Regions from separate parts of the Ovis aries genome. Here region 2 is linked to region 1. A link is a contact called in public Hi-C data. All regions are on one chromosome and are shown on one strand. The core of a region is the stretch at or near the end of the contact, and the rest is flanking DNA. Distances in the headings are between cores, read along the strand shown. Region 1 holds the start of RPUSD3 (RNA pseudouridine synthase D3). Region 2 overlaps LHFPL4 (LHFPL tetraspan subfamily member 4).

Region 1 (5,032 bases), core at 475-2,974:
GTCATAAACTGAGTTGGGCTGGGGGTGGCTAAAGTTTGGAATTTGTCCCAACTTACCTTCCTCCTGACAATCTGAGTTTCACATGTGAGTCTTAAATGGCTGATCATTGTTTCTTTGCACTGAGCCCTCTCAGCCTAGAGAAAACTAGGTTTCTTTCTTTCCTTCTGGAAGCTTGGAGATTAACAGTCACATCAGTTTTAGGCAGTGAACAGTAGAGGGCAGACTTTGATGAGGCTGGGACGTGTGGAGGGAGCTCAAGCCTCAAGCAGGCCAGGGGCCAGTCCAAGTTAAAGAATGGCCCTTCCTGGGGCCAAGCGGGGCCAGTGGAGGAGAGGGCTACTGTCGGCAAAGTAGGTTGTGTCCTGTCCCTCCGTCTTTATTCAGGCTGCAAATTATGAATGCACAGGAGATCTTTCAGAAGAGAGGTTCTAAAATACCGTGGGGCCTTTTTGACACAGCACACTCATGTCTGAGCCCCAAATATGATAAAATCACTTGCATCCTTGCCAAATTTCATGCCAGTCCTGTCTGAATTTGTGCAGATTTATTTAAAAATTGACTGTTTAGGAACTTCTCCAGCAGTCCAGTGGTTAAAAGAGTCCACACTTCCACTGTAGTGGGGTGTGTTTGATCCCCGCTCAGGGAACTAAGATCCTTCATGTGGTAGTGCCAAAGGAAAAAATAAAAAGAAAACTTCTTGAACTGAATAAAAATGAAAATACAACACACTAACTTAAAAATTATTTTTAAAAATTGACTACTTAAATCTTTGAATTAAAAAAACTAAGTTTCTTGAGGTATACTTTACATACAATAAAATCTACCCTTTTAAGGTATTTAGTTCAGTAAGTTTTTGGCAGATTCATACAGATATATAATCACTGTATACCAAAAAGTTCCCTTATGCCCATTTTTAGTAGATTCTCATTCCCTCACCCACTCCAGCCCTTGTCATTGTCAACCACTGACTTTCCCAAAAGGTCATGTAACTAAAATCAGAAATCAGTCTTTTAAAATCTTTTACTTCTACTTATTTTTATTATTTATTTTTTTTAATGAATCATAGTCTTTTATATTTTGGCTTAACTTTTTTGTTGTTGTTTTGGCTGCGTAACCTGGCATGAGGGATCTTAGTTGCCTCTTTGTTAATCTGTTTCCAGTTCACAGATGCCAAGGCATAGCATAGAGTTAGCATTCAAAAAATGTTGAATGGGTGAATTTATGTCCTTATGAATCTAATCACAGGACAATTTGTTTACAGTTTTGAGATTTATTTCTACCTTTATAAATAATGCTGTAGTGAACCTGTTTCTGCCTTTGGCCTTTTTTTTCCCCCCTTTTGGATTACGCACCAGGCTGTATGCTTTGAAGCAGGTTCACTGAACAAATGAGTGCGGATTTTGTTTTTTCCAATTTGCCTTACAAAATTATGCACAGTGGCGGTTTTTTATTTTTTTTTAAGTCAAAAGACTCCGAAGAATTGCAATGAGGAGAAAACCTGGCTTTGTCCTAAGACCGGTCCTCTGACCTGCAGTAAATACCTGCTCGGCTCTGTGCTTCGGTTTCCTCAAAGTCACAGATCGTGAACTTCTGCATTTCCTTCCCGGTTAAAAGCAAAGCTCCTCTTTCTCACCACTCGGTGCCTAGCTATTCCGATTGACAGTCAATCTGACCAATCAGCGTGCTGTGGGAGATCCCGGGGCAGTCCTTCCGGACTCAAGCGCACTGTCTTCGCTCCGCAGATGGGTGGCTGTCGGGTTTTGGGTCAGGCCTGGGGTGGCTGGCGGCGGGGTCTGGGGATCCGTGCAACGCCCACAGCCGCAGGCTTTGGCACCAAGGCCCGGTGATTACACAACCTCCGCCCCGCTTTGTGTAGAAGGGAGGAGACTGGGGCTGGGGGAGGGTAGAGATCTAGATATGGGTTCTAATTCATCTCTGCTGTGTGCCCCTAAACTAGTCGTAGACCTCTCTGAGCCTCAGTTCTCTTTTCGGTACATTGGGGCCAATAGAACCTGAGATTTCGGGAAGCTCAATCCAGGCTTCCTGAAGCATTCATAAGAAGCCGCAGGGTTTGGGAAGATGTGTGTGGAGATAAGAGTGGGCGGCACTTCCGGAAGCAGTGATTCCTCTGTTTACCTAACCTTTCCCAGGCATCAGCTGCAACGTCGAGGCGCCAGCAAACCGTCGGATCCCCCGGGTGACCAGTGTTTCCCAGGACTGCTGAGACCGGGGACCTTCAGTCGGGAAGAACTGGTCGATGTATTAAGGGCGGCTGTGGTGGACCGTAAAGGTGAGGGGTGGGAGGGACAGGTGCCGAGAGACCTGGAAGGGGAGGAGTCTTAACCCGAGCCTTCTGAGGATCTGGTTCGGTAGAGTACTAAAACCTGTGGGGTCAAATCCTGGTTCTCCCACTCGCAACCTCACGGCTACGTGGGACCAGCTAGCCACGTACTAACCACGTACCACGTGGGACCAGCCACGTACTCTCTCTGCCTCAGCATCATGGGATGCAGCTGTGGGGAGGGAGAGTGTAAATAACCAGAGAGCTTTGCACTAGTAGGCTCTCAGTAAAGTGTTAATGTATTGGGGGACAAAACGGGCTTTGGAGTCATATCTAGCTCTGTGATCAGCTTGCTGTGTGGCTTTAGGAAAATAACAATGTCTCTGTGCCTCAGTCTCAAGTGATTTATGAATTTTCTCAGCTATTTATTGAGCACAGGCTGTCTTCCAGGCACTGCTCTAGAACAGGGCTGTCTGGTGCTGAACAAAATAAATATGGTTCCTGCCTTCAGGGAGCCAACCTTTCAGTGGGAGAAAATGATTAACAATAATATAAATGAAAAAAATACTTACTAGTGATCAGTACTGTTAATAAAACAGCGGTGGTAAGGATCTGCAAGAAAGGAACAGACATCAGATTGGAGACCCAGGCCTCTTTGTGACAATCACATTTGAGCCATGATGATATAAGGAGCAAGCCACGTGAAAATCTGAGACATGGAAAGCAACAAGTGCAAAGGTCCTGAGGTTGAGGCAGCAAGCTGAGCATATGCAAGGTTCAGAAAGAAGTTCATTTCAGGGCGTGGTTGATAACTCCGGTATGAGAGTTGTACTGGGACCACATGATAATATGAATTGAGAAAGTCTTTGTAAATTGCTTTTTCTGTTGCTGATGCTTATGTATTACATGTTTCAGGACCTCTGGTGACACTGAACAAGCCACAGGGTCTGCCAGTGACAGGTATGGGCAGGGAAAAGAGATGCAGTGAAAGGGGTTTTGATGTGTCTGAGAGCAGACAGTATCAAAGAGAAGGGATGTTGCCTCTGAGAGCAACTTTTACTCTTCCTTTTTTTTTTCCACCTAGGAAAACCAGGAGAGCTGACATTGTTGTCAGTGCTGCCAGAACTGAGCCAGTCCCTGGGGCTTGGGGAGCAGGAGCTCCAGGTTGTCCGAGCATCTGGGAAGTAAGTGGTGGAAGTGATAGAAAGGTAGGAAGATAAGCATCTATTTGGGATGGGGGCAGAGCCACTTAGGAATAAACAGACATTTTCCACTGGCTGCTTTGGGATCACAGAGGTAGGAAACAAAGAAAAAGAGGAGGAAGTGGACAGATCTGGGTTCAAATCCTTATGTACAAACTGATCTTAGGTGTCACTGAGCCTTAGTTTCTTTAACCATAAAACAGAATTCACAACATTTGTGCTCAGTGTATAGTCACTTCTCCAGTCCAGTATTCATAGCCGGCATTGTTAACTGATCTGTGATACTCTTTCCTCTAATAGCCATTGTTAGAGATGGTGCTTGAGATGAGATGTTCCTGCAGTTCCACAAACTCATAAGCTTGTTTATGGGGAATTGAGCCATTCCCTTCTCCAAGGGATCTTCCCAACCCAGGAATCAAACCCAGATCTCTGACATTACAGGCAGATTCTTTACCATCTGAGCCACCAGGGAAGCCCATTTAATAGCTAGTATATATGAAATTCCTAGTAGAGTGCCTATTGGTAGACAGTCAGCAGTTGGTAGTAATTGTTATGATGTTTGGCTCTGAGCTCCCTGGGAGCCAGAGCAAAATGAGAAACATGTTTAAGCTATGTACTCTTATTATCAAACACGGGGAAGACTTACTTGTTTCTCAGGAGGAGGTCTGTGTTGTAGTCCAGATGTTACTCCTCGGCCTTCAGTGGGTCCGTGTTTCTTCCTCAGGGTCTCCTCTTTTTGCGGGTGATCTCAGGGGATTTTAACTTCTGTGATTTGTCTTTCTCCAGGGAGGCCTCGGGGCTTGTGCTCCTCTCCAGTTGTCCCCAGACAGCAAGCCGCCTCCAGAAGTTCTTTGCTCACTCACAGAGAGCCAGGAGACCCACAGCCACGTACTGGTGAGAAGGGCTGGGAAGCTCCAGGGCAGCGGGGAGGTCCCAGCAAGCAACTCTGTGACGTCCTCCTGCCTCTTTCTCAGTGCTGTCACTGATGGGATCCCAGTTACTTCTGAAGGGAAGATCCAAGCAGCTCTGAAACTGGAACACATTGATGGGGTCAATCTCGTGAGTCAGGGCCTGGGTGGGGAAGAGGGGACCCTCAGACATACCCCTCAAGAAGAGTGAAGGGTATAGATATGGGGTGGCTGGCCCTTCATTCCCCTAAAACAGGTGAGTGACCACTGCCTATACTGTGGCCCTTGTCCTGGGTCTGGTGGGAACAGGTAGGGTTTGGGGGCAGCTCCCATGTATGTGTGAAGCTTGTTCACCCTTGGGGGCTGACACCACAGGTTGTTCCAGTGCAGTCCCCATCGCGAAAGGACATCATGGAAGGTGTCAAGAGGACCCTTAGCCACTTCCGTGTGGTTGCCACGGGCTCTGGCTGTGCCCTGGTCCAGCTGCAGCCACTGACAGGTGGGTCTGGAGCCCCAGCCAGACTTGACAAACTGTATTTGGTTGGGGAGGCAGGGAATGGGAGGTAGGTGGTAGTTTCAGTGGTGGCCTGGGGAGTCTTTGATGGACTGTAAGGGTGTATGTGATCAGCTCCACCCGGAGG
Region 2 (5,461 bases), core at 467-2,966, 230 kb after region 1:
TAGGTTCTTAACCATTCTCCTTGTAGGGGCTGTTAGGGAGGTTCCCTGTTTTTTCTTTCTTCTTTCTGTTACTGGGAAGGTCATTACAAGAATGACTGTCTTGGTCTTTGTTTTCTGTTTTCTCAGTGTCTTTCCCTGAGGTGGAATTGCACACTCACAATTGTAATGGTAATTCCAGATTGTTTTCTAAAGGAAGGTCAGGCCTCTGACCCAGGGGCCCACACTGCCCCTGGAGAAGGGGGAGACACTCCGCCTGTCTGGGTGCCCGTTTTCTGCCTTGAGAAATCGGATTTCACCGTTTTCTTAGTCTCAACCTTCCTTGAACTGTTAGCAGATGCTGGATCTATGTTCAGCACTTTCCTTTAATTACATTCGTCTGAGTCTCTCATCTATAAAATGGGCATAATGATAGCGACGGTTATTAGCTCATTTGCCAGGAGGTACTCTAGTATTGTGGTGCGAATACACTTGGACCATGAAGGCAAATTATTTGTGTTGGAAGTAGGTTGAGCTAAGAAATGACTTTACCTCTTTGAGCCTGTTTCCTGCAGTACCTAAATTAAAATGGTGGGGAAAAAAAGTAAGACTCAAGTCCTTTCTATCCCCTGAGGATACTCAGAGAGCTGATCTGTGGAGTTGTCCATAGTCGCCATCCTCTTGGTATGATGGGACTTGGATGCAAACAGGCACACCAGATGACCACAGGGACACTTGCCCCAGTGCTGGGCTTTGACTCCCCGGACTCTACCCAACTCACCTCACCTGAGCCCAGAAGAACCCCTCAGAATTGTCTTCATGAGATGAGACAAGGGATGAGGGGAGGCCTTCCAGGTTCAGAACAACCTTTTTATTTCATCCTCCTGAGACGCTTCCTTCTACAAGTCAGATGTTTCTCATCTTAGAGAAATCTGAGTGATACTGACTCACACCCCAATCCCTGTTCTTCATGAGGTTTCCTTCTCTGAGGAGAGTGACCCCCTCCCCATGATAGGGAAGACTCAGCCTCCAGTCTAACGTGTCTTAGAGGTGATTACTGGAGTAAGAGAAAGAAGAAAAGAGCAGATTTTGTCTACTGAATCAGTACTCCCCCAGCTGTGGTTTGTGTAAAAATTTCAGAATGCCAAAAAATATTGAGGGTTTTGTAGCCTATTTCACATAATGTAGGTTATGTATATTTAACGTGTTTTGAATGAAGGTTACCATCTATTAAGCATTTAGTAAATTAGAAAAAAATTAAATTGGTTGCTAATACTTTCACAGTATATAAGTCAAATCATTATGCTCTACACCTTCAACTTATACAGTGCTGTATGTCAGCTATATCTCAATAAAACTGAAAAGAAAAAAAAAACACGACGGTGTTGAGAAAGCTACCATCTTACAGGGCTGTCCTGCAATGAAGCAAAATTGTGCCTGTGAAGGGGCAAGTGGTGAATGCTCAGTGAAAGCTGTCACTTGTCACAGCTTCCCATTAGGCAGGCACCGTGACCATTTCATAAGTGGGACGGCTGAGGTCTGGAGAGGTCCAGTAACTTACCTGAGGTCACCTAATTGGTGGAGCCAAGATTTGAGCCCAGGTCCAAGTCTGAAGGCCAAGTTCTTCCCTGCTGCCAGTCCCCCTTTCAGAGCCCTCCTGGGCTGCTGAGCTGTCCTCTGAGGCTCCTGTCTCTGGTTTCACAAACGCCTGGTGCTTTCTATGGTCTTCGCTTGAGGTCGGAGCCTGCCCTCTGGTGGCCGCTTCCAGAAGTGCAGTACAAAGACTGACGTGGCCTTTTGGAGGGGGTTTGCCCATGTGGGTACCACTCAGCGTCCTCTCCTCCTTCCCTAAAGCACCCTAAAAATGACATAAGGGAGCCCCAGTTTGCCTTCCTTCAGCATCTGGGGATTTCCTTCCCTCACTGGGCACTCAAGGTGAGTGAGCCTCACAGCTCAGTTCTGAGCCAAAGCCCTGCGGAACAAAATTAAGCTCTGTAGTACTGGCATTTTCACTATGTATGTACTATGTGCAGAGCCTGGCGTACTGCAGTTCATGGGGTCACAAAGAGTCGGACACGACCGAGCGACTGAACTGAACTGAACTGAGAGCCCTCGGCAGGCGTCATTTATGTCTTTTGACCCCTCAGAATCACTCTGAAGAAGGAGGCTATTATGTCTGTTGTACAGACGACGAAATTGGGGCTCAGGCTGAATGAGCTGGCCCAAGGCCTCCCAGCTCGTCAGGCCTGGTGGCATTTCAGAACCTGTGCAGCTCAGCCCTCCACCCAGCTCTGCCCTGAGGAGGGGCTGAGGGAGCCCCAGTGCCGGGCGGCCTCTGACTTTCTCCAATTCTCTCTCTCTGTCTCTCTCAGATTTTGTGGGCTCTACAGTAAGCTCTGTGTTGCGGCCAGGGGGTGATGTCTCCGGATGGGGAGTCCTCCCGTGTCCTGTTGCTCACACACAGGGACCCTGAAGGCCGGAATCACAGCCCAGGAGTTGATCTGCCCTCGGCTTGTCCTGTCTCCTGCCCTCTCATCCCTCCATTCACGCTCCGAGGGAAGACCCCGATCTTGGACTCACCTCACCTGCTATCTGCCTGCGAACTCTGGGCTTTGAAGAGAGGTTGGGGCTGACATGCAGCCTGGGGGAGGGGAGAGGCCCTGCAGACCCTGGGGGTCTGCACTTCCTTCAGCTGACCTAAGGGAGCTGGCCCCCAGCCCCTGGCCTCCTCCTCCTCTCCAGCCTGGCCGGGGCCCTGCTGAGTCTCTGGGGAAAGAGGCACTGTGGCTTCCCACCAGGCTCCCCCAGTCTGGAGGGCTGCGGCCTGGCTCCATCCTCGCCTCCTCTGGTCCCCACCTCCTGCAGAAACTCATTCAAGATACTGCTCCAGGGCAGACCGGACTCTTTCCTACCTTTTTTCTTTTTTGCCAACAACGGTTCCATCATCTCCTCACAGAGCTCCAGGCACCACCGGCCTCCCCGAGGCCCCTCTGCTCCAGCCTGCTTCCAGCTCTCCTGAAGGACTCCGAGCTGCACCAAGGGAGAAAGCACAGGGCCTCCGGGTCTGCTGCTGACTGGGGCCCTGTCAGCACGGACTCTGAGCCAAGACAGGCCGCTCCAGAGACCGTGCTCAGACTCCTGTCTTGGTGGCGTGTGGCTGCTGCAGGCTGGGGCTGAAAGTGGCTCAGCCTGGGGCTGGCCATCTCCTCCCTGCGTGGACAGCTCACCAGGGACTGGACCTTGACCCTGGCCTGTTTTGTACAGCATAGACTTCTTGGCCCTGTTGTCAGGGTTGGGGGTTGGGGGAGAGGCCCATGAGTGGGGAATTAGGGGATGCCTCACCCCTCTGCCCCATCTCATGTTGTCCCCCACCCCCTTCTGCCAAGGGCAGAGACTGTCTTGCCTCTTTGATACTCTTCTGCATAACTTGAACTTGCAGGTCACCTCTGAACAGGGTACCCCCTGACCCCATCCCCAGGCCTTGTAACCCTGTCCCCACCTCTTCCTTCTCCCTGCCCACCTCTTGCCTTGCGGTTTGCCCACGGTCGCAAACCCAGTGGGCATGCTTGGAGCCGAGGCATGAGTGAATGTGTGTGAGTGTGTGTGTGTGTGCACGTGTGTGTGTGTGTGGGGCAGCTGAAGGGTCTTCTCTCTCCCCTCTGCCCCTGGGAGCACAGGATGGAGACTATAGGTGTGTCTGACCTCCCGTCACTGCCTGGGGGTCCTGGTGGTAGAGCCATCTGGCCTGGGGTGTGGATGGCCCCCTCCAGCCCCACACTGGGTGGCCGGTTAGCTTCATCTTGTGTGCCTACTTCTGTCTCCAGGTACCTGCTGCCTGGCCCACTGTGGAGGGGCAGCAGGAGGCCCCTGCAGGCTCAGTGGGGAAGCACGTGGTCACCATGTCACGTGAGGCCGAAGGAGAGAGGAAAGCAGCGAGTGCCATGTGTTCACAACCCTGTGTTCATTTCCCCTGGACCTGGACCTGAGAGTTAGGGTTGCCAAGAGAGACCCTAGAGTCCCCCAGCTGGACCCTAACTGGAATCACGTGTTCGGTTTTGGGAGGATTCCTGAAACCTGGAACGTGCACAGTCCTGATCCCTGCCCTCTCTACTCCCTCCTCCTGGGCAAACACACCCCCCACCCCCCTCCCCCATGCTCCGGCCCCTGCACTGTGCCCCTCCTCCTGCTCCCCCCAGGGTCCCGCGCCCCGCACTGAGTGAGAGAGAGGGTGGGAGAGCCTCGTGGGGGGTGGGTGAGGGGTAGAAGTGAGTTCCTTCAAGATCCTAACCAAAGCCCGATATTGGAAGCCAACAGGAGGAGGGAGCAGGAACAAGTGATTAGAAATGGGAAGAAGATAGAGACAGGGGAAAGAGATTGGGAGGGGGGAGGGATGGAGCTATGAGGAGATTGAACGAGGTAGGACAGAGTAGAGAAAGAGTGACCAGAGAGGGGATGTGATGGATAGAGAACTAGGATGTGGGAGGGGAGGTGGCCGGAGACAAGGAAGGCACAGGGATGGTGAGGAGACAGAGGAAGAGGCGAGTTGCAGGGGAAGAAAGGAAGGGGAGGGCGATGGGGAATGGGGAGCCGCTGCTACCCAGGAGCCACAAACCCCTGTGCGCTGCTGGCGGGAAGCTTAGGACCTAGCTCCTAAGAGGCAGAGGCGGGGCCCAGGCAGCCATGCCCCACCCCGTTGGGAAGGAATTGCATCTAGGTGATTGCCCAGCAGGTTAGCGCCACCGGAGTGGGTTAGTGGTAGAGGGGGGTGGTTTCCTTTGGAGTGGTTGGACGGTGCTTCCCTGCCACCATCCGCCCAGCCCCCTGCTGCCCTGACTAGGGGGCAGTGGGCAATGCACCCAGGAGCCTGGGTTAGGAGGAGAGTGTTGGTGGGACTGAAGGAACACCAGGGTACCTTAGGGAAGGGAAAGAGGCTGGAGTGGGTACCAAACCAAAGTCCTGTCCCTGAGGCTTCAGCAGAGGTGGGAGCAGAGTAGAAGGAGATGCTTCAGCGAGGCCCCAGGTGAGGCTGAAGCGTCAAGCAAGCCAGGACCCAGATGGCTCTCTGGGGTCAGGAAGCCATCACAGCGAGGATGTTCATTGCTCTCACCCACACCTGGCAATTTGGTTTAAGCCTCTGGGAGGAGGCGGAAGCAGAGATGGTCTGTTCCCAGCTGAATCTCTTGGTCCCTGAAAGAGGCTGAGCCGTGTGTGAGCAGTCCACTGAGGCACCCCTCCCCTCACCGTGCCTGGACCAGAAAGGGTTTCCTCTGCCTGATGCAGGACTCTCAGGAGAGGCCAAGGCAGCTCCAACCTCGAGGGGGTTCAGAGCACTGCTTGCTCAAGTCCTTCCAGGTCTCCGGATGTGAGACCTTTCCTCTTTGGGGATCAGCACCATGGGTAGGTTCAAGATCTTTTTCAGGCCTGTTATAGCCAAGAAGTGGGGAGCTTTTAGAGAAGGCTGTGTGGGGAAAAATTCCTGCCTGCT

The links. Hi-C and Micro-C count contacts between places; a contact is called where the count stands out from the background.
Region 2: a contact with region 1 is called in a Hi-C map of hypothalamus, with 4 times the contacts expected there. The contact joins the enhancer-like site here to the promoter of RPUSD3 in region 1. A contact is called at or near these places in 6 of 16 Hi-C or Micro-C datasets (blood, hypothalamus, liver and 2 more).

The regions. Positions count from the first base shown.
Region 1 is chr19:16,848,937-16,853,968 of ARS-UI_Ramb_v3.0, forward strand. It overlaps RPUSD3 (RNA pseudouridine synthase D3), which reads left to right and starts at 1,725. Exons shown (of 8, transcript XM_027958105.2): 1 at 1,725-1,843; 2 at 2,151-2,290; 3 at 3,197-3,241; 4 at 3,366-3,465; 5 at 4,270-4,377; 6 at 4,458-4,542; 7 at 4,767-4,890. The coding sequence starts at 1,743.
Region 2 is chr19:17,078,810-17,084,270 of ARS-UI_Ramb_v3.0, forward strand. It overlaps LHFPL4 (LHFPL tetraspan subfamily member 4), which reads left to right. Exons shown (of 3, transcript XM_004018292.6): 3 at 2,349-5,461. The coding sequence ends at 2,449. Among named protein-coding and RNA genes, the nearest start is that of LHFPL4, 30 kb to the left of the region's middle. Within about 2 kb of position 1,717, at least 7 of the 54 cell types and tissues checked have an H3K27ac peak or open chromatin away from gene starts, as enhancers often do. A contact at or near this core is called in hypothalamus and liver, where this site is marked.